Regions from separate parts of the Hordeum vulgare genome. Here all the other regions are linked to region 1. The links are chromatin contacts, called in public Hi-C maps. All regions are on one chromosome and are shown on one strand. Each heading gives the region's core, a stretch centred on a gene start, on an enhancer-like site or on the middle of the called end of the contact. The rest is flanking DNA. Distances are from core to core; before and after follow the strand shown.

The links. A called contact is a pair of places that touch in the nucleus more often than the background predicts.
Region 2: a Hi-C map of leaf shows a contact between it and region 1, with 1.8 times the contacts expected there. The contact joins the promoter of LOC123398413 here to the promoter of LOC123452326 in region 1. A contact is called at or near these places in 2 of 6 Hi-C or Micro-C datasets (leaf and seedling).
Region 3: a contact with region 1 is called in a Hi-C map of seedling, with 2.0 times the contacts expected there. The contact joins the promoter of LOC123452332 here to the promoter of LOC123452326 in region 1. A contact is called at or near these places in 2 of 6 Hi-C or Micro-C datasets (leaf and seedling).

Annotation. Positions count from the first base shown.
Region 1 is chr5H:530,483,142-530,486,940 of MorexV3_pseudomolecules_assembly, forward strand. It overlaps LOC123452326, which reads left to right and starts at 1,905. Exons shown (of 4, transcript XM_045128964.1): 1 at 1,905-2,412; 2 at 3,217-3,435; 3 at 3,554-3,799. The coding sequence starts at 3,229.
Region 2 is chr5H:530,227,985-530,231,783 of MorexV3_pseudomolecules_assembly, forward strand. It overlaps LOC123398413 (protein FAR1-RELATED SEQUENCE 6-like), which reads left to right and starts at 1,744. Exons shown (of 6, transcript XR_006610147.1): 1 at 1,744-2,121; 2 at 2,329-2,593; 3 at 2,715-3,405; 4 at 3,541-3,799.
Region 3 is chr5H:530,657,744-530,661,542 of MorexV3_pseudomolecules_assembly, forward strand. It overlaps LOC123452332, which reads right to left and starts at 1,794. Exons shown (of 9, transcript XM_045128972.1): 1 at 1,057-1,794; 2 at 858-953; 3 at 400-759; 4 at 153-288; 5 at 1-73. The coding sequence starts at 1,291.

The DNA.
Region 1 (3,799 bases), core at 655-3,154:
TGGTTCGGTACTCCCGCACTCGTAGTGTACCTGGGTCTGGGTGACTGCGTGGCGTGCGTGTGCGGACAAGCGCGCGAGAGAGAATCAATCCAGTCCCCCGGAACGGGCGGCAGATCGGATGCGTGCTCCATCGGGGCAGAGACCAAAGTCGCTTCTCTTCTCTCGTGTGACCCGCCCATGGATTGGATTCTCTTTCCCCTCCCTTCCGGTGCAGCACAGCACCATCGTCGAGCGCCACATTTTTGTTTTGTTTCAACCTCGCTCGTTCTTTTAGAGGTGAAAATGCAAGTACGGAACGGAAGGCATACACCTCGGATCCATGCGATGCGAGCACTGCAGTACAGGGGGTTGGTCGCTTTCACTTCATTCACAGGAAGGAGGGCGTCCCGGTAGATTGCGAGACGTTGCCTTCCCTCTGACGCCCACGTACACGGTACAAGTTGTACGTACTGCAAAGACAAAGACACATGACGCTGCTCCTGTCCTGGCAGTGACACCCGCCGCGGACCACGAGGACCAGAATCAGGAGCTCCAAAAACGGGAGATCCGCTCCGCTCAACTTATTACGACCGGCACCACCGACCGTACTGGAACTGCAATACACAACCAGCCCGTACGCACAAATAAATTCTTCCTCAGTTCTAAAATTATTTTCTTAGATTTGTTCATCTCCTTACGTTTTAGTATCTAGATGCATTTACATCTAAAAAAATCTAAGACAAAAACTTTGAGACGGATAAAGTAAAACGGAGGCACGGTGTGTGAATCCTGCCCAATTCCACGCAAGGACGACACCGTTCAAGCCTCAAACCGCTGGCCAGCAAGCTAGTAACGGCATGAGTAGTTCAACAAAAGAAGAAAAAAAACCGGCATGAGTAAATATTGGTGCCGAACCCTGTGCTATGCTTTTGACACTGGTACGTAGTACACCAGTAGCAGCACCGTGTCAACAACCGTAGCGGTCTACTACCCTACCGTGTCGCCGGCGACGGTCATCTGGCACTGGCCGGCCACTTGGGTCTGCACCTGCTCCTGCTGCTCCTGCACCCTACGGCCACATTGAATTTGGAAGACCATGCCCATTGCCCATGCCGGCCCGGCCCGGCCCGCACAACGACCTATGCACCCCCAAAGTATGTGCAAAAATGAATGAATGAATGAATACCGTAGGCCGTACCGTACTCTACCACCTTTGGCGCCCACAGCAATCCCTCCCTTCCTCCCCTGGATTGTTCGTAGTATATCCCGGCAGGGAGTGGTATTCACTAACTACTGGAGTATTCAGTAGATCAGTCATACTTACTCTAGTAATTGGAGTACTACAGTAGTTGTAGAAATCAGCGGTGGTGTGGCCAATTATGTGGATCCGCTCCATAAATTTTGGAAACTAAAGCAGGTTTGGTACTGCCTGGTCCTATTCAAGTACTACATAACCATCACCGTGACAGTAGTACTACTTGAAGATGTTTCTCTCTCCTCCACCAGGGGTGGGGCCACTTTGTCAGACGCACTCTCTCTCTCTCCTACTAAGCCCCAATCCACATCTTGGAGAGACAGGGGCATGAGATTCTTAATTAATGCTTAATGGAGTAACAAGCACTCCACAACTTAACAGCAACCAAGATCGCGCGCGCACACGTCTCCGAAAGGGACGCCACCCTCCGCAGGTGAGAGAGAGAGGGGAAGATTTTTTCTAGACGAGTGAGAAAGTTTTTTTTTGTGAGAAAAAGAGGGAGGGATTAGGTGGGAGGGAAAGAGCATCACGAGGAGAGAGAAAGGTAGAGAGAGAGAATAAAAGAGAAGGACCAACCGGGATGTCAACAAATCTGCTGTTCGTCCTTTGCGCTAGTTTTTAGAGAGAGGAAGCAGCAAGCTGGTTCCATTCCATCCATCCCCTTCCTGCGAGGAGAGAGATGGGGGGGGGCCCACATCGCAGCCCTCACATGACATGAGGAGTGACCGAGCCCAACCGCGCCCCGCCGATCCATCCAAAAGGAAAGAAATATAATCAGGCGGCGAAGAGGAGAGGAGAGGAGAGGAGAGGCAGAGCGCAGCCATTCGGGTTCGGGGGCCTTCCGCTTCGCCCAAGACAAGAACCCACCAGTTCCGAGCGGAGCCCCCCCTCCAGTCCTCCTCCCTCCCTCCCTCCGCCCCTGGCCCATCGAATCCAGGCCCCGACTCCCCTCCCCGCCCAGACACGCCGCGATTCCTCGCGTCCCCGCCGGAGAATTCCTTCATTGGTCGCCGCCTCTTCCTCCTCCTCCCGGGTTCTTGCGTGGTGGGAGTCTGGGGAGTGGGGGTGCCGGACGCGCTCTTCGCGTCTCCGGCCCATGCTCGTCGTTCGGCCGCCGCTGCGGGCCGCCGGTTCCCATCGGCTGCGGGTCGGCGCCAAGAAGGATCTCTGAGCCCGAGGTAAAAATCTCAAGTTAATTCCGGCCTGGCTTGGTTGTTGTGGCAAAGATGCCATCTTCCCCGTCCGCTCCTGGGTCTTTTTAATGGTTTTCTCCGTCGCCTGTTTTCGGTAAAATCTTTTGGAGGAAGGCCACCTCTTCTCGTCGTGGTTGGGGTTGCCGTTCGATTTGGTTCCTGCCTCAAACTTTCGGTCGGATACGCTGCCGCGAGCGGCCGAGCGATTACATCTGCCCAGTACTGCTGTAGTTTTTTCCTTCTCTTATTGTTAATCCGCGTTTGATGCTGCTGCTGCAGATGAATTATGCTTCTCTTGAACGAATCGGTTCTTAGCAGAGCAGGATTCAGTAGAATCGACATGGTTGGACTGTGGAGGGTTGACTTGTCGCATCTCCTTTATTCTTCCCCCTTCCCTACGCAGTTGACGTCCAAACAGCCAGCCAGGGGATAATAATATCTCCTTCATTATCTCCCTTGTTTCTTGGGATAATAATACAGTATCTACTTAAACCAATTATCCCCAAATTATTAACGCTTTTGCTAATGAATAAATCTGTATGATCATCTGCCTTGAGCTTTTCGTCATCCTCTGCCGTGTAGGCTCGACCGCCATCATTTTTAACTTTATACCAGGGAAAAAGGGGCGGTCGCTCATCACTCATCGCCTTTTCTGCTCTTTGTCAAAGCGATGAATAATGCGTGTTTTTCTTTTCGCATAACTGACGCTGGTTCTCGACAAAAGCGTTATCATTTCTTGCTCTGCTTTATGTATGTAATTCGCCTTTGATTGGATGTCCTGTTGTGCAGATCGCAACAGCAATGGGAGCGAAGGTAGAGGTTGAGGGCTACAAACCTGCGCATTGTGCCATGGGCGATCTCCACGCGAGCGCAAATGGCTGGAGGTTTCCGTACGAGGAGGAGACGTCGAACGGCTTCGTGACTGCTGAGGCGGCTGGTTATTCGGAGTATGATAAAGAGATGTTCAGGCGCACAATGCTGGCGCATGAGGCTGTGTTTAGACAGCAGGTACATACATTTCCTCAATTGGTTAAACGTCAATGCAGCAACACACTAGATGATTTCAGTTTTCCCTTTGATGTCCTCCGTGTTTTCTGGGCTTGACAACAACTCTCTTGCTGTCCAGGTGTATGAATTGCATCGGGTTTACAGAGTACAGAGAGACCTGATGAAGCAGCATCAGAGCAGAGAAATGCATGCATGCTCGACACTGGAAGATGCGTCACAGAGAAATTCACCATCACAAATTCCACCACATGGTGCCAACATGATTGGTACTGCTGCTCTGAACAATGAGAAAAGCCACTCGTCGAAGTTCCCTAGGGAAGGCAGTGTCCAGTCCTCGCCGAATGGATTTCCCTCAAGTGATGCT
Region 2 (3,799 bases), core at 494-2,993, 260 kb before region 1:
GGCTGGCGTCTGCCGCGCGCGTTTCCTCGCGCCTCCGGCTGACGAGCCAGCGGCCATCGGTGTGGCATTGAGGTCGATGGTCGCGGGCGCGGCGTGGAAGGCGCGACCACGCTCATCTCGGGCAAGCACTCCCCTGAGAGGCGGGAGGCCTGCGGGTAGATGTGGAAGCCGGGCACCAGGTTGCAAACCGACGCGCCGGGCGAGTCGTGCAGCGGCGTCCGAGGGAAGGCGGATGAGCCGGTGCTGACCGCGGCGGCCACGACGGCGTTGACGAGGCCATGCTGGCTAGGGTTTAACCCCAACATGTAGAGCACCTCCCTCGTTGCCGCCGCGACGCGGGCGTTGGTGACATGCTGCGGCGCGGCGGCCGCCGCGATGGCTTCATCCCTCGCTCCCGCCGCGTGCCTCCGGTCTTTCCTCTTGGCCGACTCCTTTGCCCGCTGTTCGGGCGTCAGCACCTTCTTCGACTTCGGCGAGGCTTGCCTTTGTCGGACGAGGTGAGGCCGGCAGCGGCGTCGAGGTCGCCGTCCATGGCGGGCGTGGGGCGGGAGCGCGCGCGGGCGGGAGGTTCTTTGAGGGGGGGGGGGGGATGGGGGGAAATGACGGTGGATGCCACCGACCGGCGGGCCCGGGGAGAGGAGTAGGCGCGCGCGCGTCCTTCTTATGTCCGCGCCGACGCAAATCCGGCCTAAAATTGGGCTGGGAATGGGTCGCCAGGCGAACGCCAAGTGGACGCGCGTCCGTTTGGGTCTGCGCGTTGGACCGACTTTTGTGTCCGCGCCGACCCAAACGGACGGCGGCGGTCGAAATGAGTCGCCCCATTAAAGTTGCTCTTAGAAGGCTGTTTTCTTAATGAACGACCGTATGTGCTTCCATAGGTTGTTCCAAAGGGGAAGGTAACTTTTACTCCCTCCGTTCCTAGATATAGGTCTTTTTAGAGGTTTTACTATGAAACTACATACAGGTGTATATAGACATATTTTAAAGTATATATTCATTTATTTTGTTTGGTATGTAGTCTTTTAGTGAAATATCTAAAAAAAACTTATATTTAGGAACGGAGGGAGTAGGATTTATGATGAACGAATCATCAAATACTTCATGCAAGCAAGCAAGCAAGCAAGACTTCCATACATGAGTATTTAAGTGCTTTTCTAGGAGAGCGGCGTTTTGATGGCCGAGCACCCTGCACGCCGGAATCTCGCGCCATCCACCCCAGCAATAAGATCTGCGCTGCGCTGTATACCTGCATTTATACGCTGTCTGAAAAAACGAAATACGCGGGTGCCGTCTTCCGACGTGCCGCCGGTGTACGTGGGCTGGGGCACGAAGTCATCGGCGAGAACGTAATGTGCCTTATGGGCTGATTTGCGAAGAAATAAAGAGCAGCTGGCCGTCAGTACGGTGGACTGGTGCTGCCTTAATTTCGGTTTGGTGGCCCGTCTGACGCTGCTACTCCAGAAAGTGATGGTTCTTACACACCCCCGGTTTGGCCCATCCTTTCACACACCCCGCAGCCACCTACCCCTACCCCCCCCCCCCCCCCCCACAGGCACCCCTCCGCACCCCTATGCAGCTAGCAGGAACCATGGATGGTCTCGAGTTCTTTTACGAGCAAGCAGGATCCAGCTGAGGAAGATTATATCACCCCTACACCCCCCCCCCCCCAATGTAATTTTCTCCTTATCGTGCGTATATAGTTGCGGGGGGTCTATTTCTTGGAGAGTGGGATTTTGTGCTCGTTGGCTGAACTACGATCTGTTCGTTGTTGCTTGGTGCTTCCTTCTTCGTCAGATCTGACTGGGGGAGATATTCATTTCCGTGTTGCAGGCTGGTTCCTAGGATCGATGCAGGTGATATTTTGGCTGACGAGATCGATGTCGTCCAGTTTGTGATTGCTTCCATACATGAATGCCGCGAGCGCCCACCTGCTGCTATCATTTCTCAAGCCGTTTGTGATGGCAGCAGTGAAGAGCAAATCCGAGATGTGTTTGAAAGTGAGGTCGTTGGTGACTCTAACGACACGGCTCGTCTGTGTACGCCTGTTGAAGCTATGAGAGAAGATGGAGATGCAGAGAGTGTCGTCGTCAACAACTCAAAAGGTTCATGCTGGACTCGGCGGTAATAAGCACACATCCAAAACTCTGCGTTGATACTCTTTTTTTGAGCTATTAGTGCAGCGATGCTAGGCGTGCTTAGGATTGTCCTAATTTGCGTTTTGTACCCTGCACATTATACCTTTGTTCTCAAAAAATCGTCGAGTTTTGTCTATGTATGTCCTAGCACAAAAAACATGTTCATGTGAATTTTGGGAAATAAAACTTGCAGTGTTAGGGTTGGGAATACATCGGAAGATAGGGATCCAAACCCAACCAGAGTGCCTGCGCTGGAGGCTTCTATGCGAGCTTATACAGACAACAAAGCTGATACTGTAGTTAATCCGGCACTCGGGACTAGCTTTGATTCTGTTGAAGAAGCATATGAATATTACAACCTGTACTCTTGGGAGTGTGGGTTTGGCGTCAGGTACGCCGAAAGCAGGCTGAATGTTCATCGGACAAAATGTACGCAGGAATTTGTGTGTGCATGTGCGGTAAGCAAGATTAACTGCCCCCCGCCCGTTGAAAACAAAATAGTTAGCGTATTCGTAAAAAGAGCACATAAATCAAGTTTGTTGATGTCGTTTTTTTTTGTTTTTTGTGAGAATTCTGCAGGGTAGGCCGTTGCAAACAAACAGTCGCTCTACGAGGTGTGGTTGCTTAGCACTGATGCGTGTGCTTAGGTCGGAGGACAAAGATTGGTACATATGCGAGCACAAAACAGACCATAACCATGCTTTGTCGGTTAACTGTATGGAGAAATTGCACTGGAAGTCGCACCGACATATAGATAGGTACACAAGGGACCTAGTGAAACAACTTAGGGAGAATAATATAAGCCTTAGCAAGGTTTATAGCGTAGTGGGCAGTTTTTTTGGATCTGTGAAGGAGGTGCCATTCACAAAAAGGTCACTGAAAACTCTATGTGGGAAACTGAGCAGAGAGCAGTCGGAAAATGATGCCACAAAAACAATAGAGGTGTTCAATGCAATGCGAGCTGAAGATCCTGAGTTCAAATACAGTGTGCAGGTTGATGACGATGGTCGGGTAAAGACTTTGATGTGGACAACAGGGCGAAGCATCGAGCAGTTTAAGTGTTTTGGTGATGATGTTACATTTGATACAACGTACAAAATTAACTTATATGATATGCCATTTGGTCTTTTTGTTGGTGTCAACAATCACTTCCAGAGCATTATTTTTGGTGGGGTGCTGATGAGCGACGAGAAAATCGACACCTTCAAATGGATATTCACGGAATTCTTCCAGATGATAGGGGCTCCACAGCCGCGGACAATGCTAACAGGTACCAATAAGATAAAAACATGTGCCTATTTCCGAATTAAAACGTTCAACTTCCCACGCAGCTGCGTTATTTTGAAAAAATTAACTGTAATGTTTTTTCTCTGATCCATGCTGCAAAAAAATGTTTCTTTTTCAGACCAAGCCCGGGCAATGGAGGTTGCAATAGAGGATGTCATGAAACATACAATCCATCGATGGTGCAAATGGCATGTGTTGAAAAAAGCAAAAGAGTGTCTCGGACCACTTCTAGGTAAGGGAATGAATTCAAGCAGGAGTTCAACAAGATGGTGCACCATGTTGTCCGTGAGAAAGAGTTTGAGGATGGTTGGGCGTGTATGGTTGAGAATCATGGTCTACAGAAAAATACGTTTCTCACCCAGATATAGGAGACACGA
Region 3 (3,799 bases), core at 544-3,043, 170 kb after region 1:
TGGGCAGGCAAACATGTCTGCTCCGATCGGGGTGTACGGGGAGCAGTTTGGGGCTGGGGATTTCCTCTTGTCCCTGCAAGAAATTTCATAATCTTCAGTCAGGCATAACTGACAGACGAAATGCACGGCGAATCAATGGCACTGCTTCTTACTTGAAGAAACCCTCCCCTCTGACCCTGAACGCCGACGGCTCCAGCACCGACCAGCAGCCCTCCGACGGCTTCTCGCCGGCCGAACACGGCAGCGTCAGGCCCGCTCTCGGCCGGTACAGGTACTTGGCTGAGCCAGCTGAATTGATCGTCAATTTCGTCAGCAAAGCAGAAATTAACACTGACGGAGATCTTTGACACATTGCGAGATATCTGCTACACTAGACAAAGTTTCCAATGTTTGACTCACTCATTTCGGTCATTTCATCGCCTTCATAGGATCTCCTCCGGAAGGAGAGCCTGACGACGGCGGACTTCTTCCTCTGGTGGTGCGGGCTGAACCCAGCGACCGGCATCGGCTGCACCTTGTGGCTCGGGACGGAGCCGGGGAGGGGCCGAGGCGAGCAAGACGCCGCGCTCTGCGTTTCTTTCAGGCCACCAGCAGCAGGAGCAGGAGCAGAATCGGAGCCGTCCCTTTTCTCCGGGGGGTCACCCTGGCACGCCTCCGCGTCCGCGATGCTCCGGAGCCGGCTCACGGTGTCCGTCAAGCACGCCGCGGCCTTGCACGGCGACGCGCTCGTGCCGCCGGCGACGTCCTCCGGGAGAGGATCTGGATTTTTGCAAAGAGGGGGTTGGATACCTGAGCACCGCGAGCCTGAAGCTGCACCGCAGGGGGCATGAAAGACGAGCTCGGGCGAAGCACAATACCTCCGCTGACGCTGGAGAAATCGTTGTCGTCGTCGTCGGAGCCGGCGGAGTCCCCCAGCATGCTGACGGAGTCGTACCACGCCTCGTCGCAGATCACTGCAGAGACAAAAACAAGATTCAGGGCTCTGGTCGAGCAGGCCTCGGCGCCGGCCGGAGAAGGAGAGGAGGCGTTGGTGGTGGGCTCCGTTGGCGCGCTCACCGTTTCCGGCGTCCATCATCTGGCTGTGCTGCCACTGCAGCTGCGTGAGGTGTAGCGTGACGCCGGAGGCCGGCGCGCCGGCGCCGTCGACATGCAGCACCCCGTGGCGCGCGGCGAAGCAGCCGGCCGCGTCGCCGGCGATCGCGGACGACACCTTCCGGCGGAACCTGGTCGCCGTGGCCGACAGCTTCCTGGACCTCCGCCGCCGCCTCGTGGTCGACACGCAAGAACCCATGGCCGCCCGGCACGCACGCACGCACGCAAAACTCTGGACGGACCAGGCCAAGGAGCGCACACCACGCAGAGCTAGCAACGCAATCCGGCCTGGAGCTTGACGGAGGGATATATACCGCACTTTGAAGAGCCCAAGGGACGGGACGGATCAAATCAAAGAGCTTTACCTACCCTGTAACGATCAACCCAACCCAATCAATGAATCCAGTGACCTCCCTCCAACAATTATCCCAGACCCTCAGCGGATAATGCCAGGAGAAAAGGGGTTCCTCTCGGACACGGGAGCCCGCCCGGCAACAATACAATTCCGCAGTCTCCACCACACCACCCCGAGGGACGCAACCTGGGAGCCTCTACTTGTACTACTAGCTCGCTAGACGCATCATCCTAATCATGGGGAGGGGAGCGAGAACGTGACGCGCATGCCACATACGGAGTAGTTAACTCGCCGGAGACGACCCGTGCCCGGCCTAAAGCGTGTTGATCCATCCCCCGATCTTTCTTGCTCCGCAAAGGCGCGGCATATGAATCGACGAGCAACGATAAAGAATTCGATGTAGGAGGGGAGGGTACGGGGCACTGGCCGTGGCCGGTCTCTGTCACGCGAGTTCGAGGAAACGAACCTGAGCGGGGTCGCAACAGCGAAAATGCTAGACCTACTAAAACCAAATAAGTTTACTAAATCTTTCAACTAATCTAAACATGCTTCCCTAATTTTCAGGGATGGATGGGCCTCCGCCTTCTCTTAATCCAATCAATTATTGTCAAGTCAGACTATTACGTAAACGTTACGTAGCATTGCTCGTCGCAACAGTGCCACTGGCGGGACTAATTAATCCGGCCATGAAGCTTCTGAGCTTCGGGTCCGCTCACCTGTTTTTTTTATGGAGGAACATGGAATAGTGGTTTGGTTGGCCGATCCAGCTTCGTTTGGTTTGATTTTATTTTTAGGGGTTTGGTTTGGTTTGGTTTTTTAGGACGGTCAAACCGTGGGAGCGCGTCTACTTGGTCACGGAGGAAGCATTGTGTTTCCTTCTTCTTCTTTTTTTTTTGTTTGCTCTGGCTGGCTTGTCTGAACAAGGAATTAATGCCGTGAGAAAATCATGTCCCTGTTGATGGTTTTGACATGGCTTGCTTCCAAATCCCCGCAAACACATGCACCCTAAGCAAAAACAAAATCCTAAGATTCGACCTGTGGCATATATGCAAAGAAAGTGACCGCGACCGATGCGGACATGCGATGAAAATATTGTGTTTGTACTTTTTCAAAAAAAGAAAAGAATCATGTTTGAGCGAGCGGTTTTGATGGATGGTGTGTGTGCGCGCGTGCGCTTTAAGCTTCGCTTCTTGCCAAAATCGAGTTTCCTTGTCGCTGCTTTTGCGGTCGACTGTTTTAGTGGTCTTGGGCTCGCTACTGAGGCTATGAGGTTTTGCGGCTCGGATGCTAAGGTGAGGTCGAAACCGCTGAATTGCGAGCACGATGGACGATGTCGATGATGATGTTGTGTCCGACATCGTGTGGCCTTTGTTGGTGTGTTTTGCTTTTGGGTTATGCTTGTTGCCTTTGGCTTGGTAGACTGGAGGTGCTTGAGGCTCGGTTGCTGAACTCATTGTTTAGTTTCTCCTTCCAAAAATTCCTAATTGATCGGACAATTCTTTTCTCTTACAATGACGTGTGGGAACTCCATGGCATTGGTCGCCAAAAAGTGACCTATATGTCAGATTATTCTTCCAATTAAAAAATGTAGGTCATTTTATGCCTTTTTTTTACTCTTATCGTTTTATGATTTGGGTCACTATAAAAAAGTTTTACCCAACATTGATGTGATTCCAAAATTTCATATATGTCACCCGACATTGATAATGTGAAATTGCAAATACTATACCCATTATATGTAGTGTATATCTGTTTTCATTTGAATAAACATATTTCTTAATAGAATGACGGTCGAAGTTTCATCTAAAAGACAATGTCAGTTATGACAGCATCTACATTTGCGACAAGTGGGGGGTTATAGTGTTAACATAAATGGTTTGCGTAGACACAGCATCCCCTTGATTAGCATTATATGATACGGAGTAGTATGTAGAGAGATCATATATCATTTATTTATTTTTGCGCAAAGATCCTATGTCTATACTCCTTTGATAAACAAGCTAAATAAAGTATAAAATGAACTGCTTTTCTTGGGGCATGGCTTGCACGCCAATGTAAGTAACAACACAAAAAGGAGGGAATATCAAACATATCAGCAAGCGCTAAACAAATGGCACTGCAAACAGCTGGTGGCACTAGTTGAAAAAGGCCGCCCTCCAACCTGATCAGCATTCAACAACAACAAACTAATAAAGCTCATGCCAGTTTTATTTGTGATTATGCATCGGAGAAGCATTAAACAAGGGTGATGATGATGCAGCCGGTCCAAGCCGTGACCTTTTCATGGCAGACGGAAGGAGGAGGAGCTGAAGAGAGCACACACCGTCTGATCATCATCATCATAATGATGCG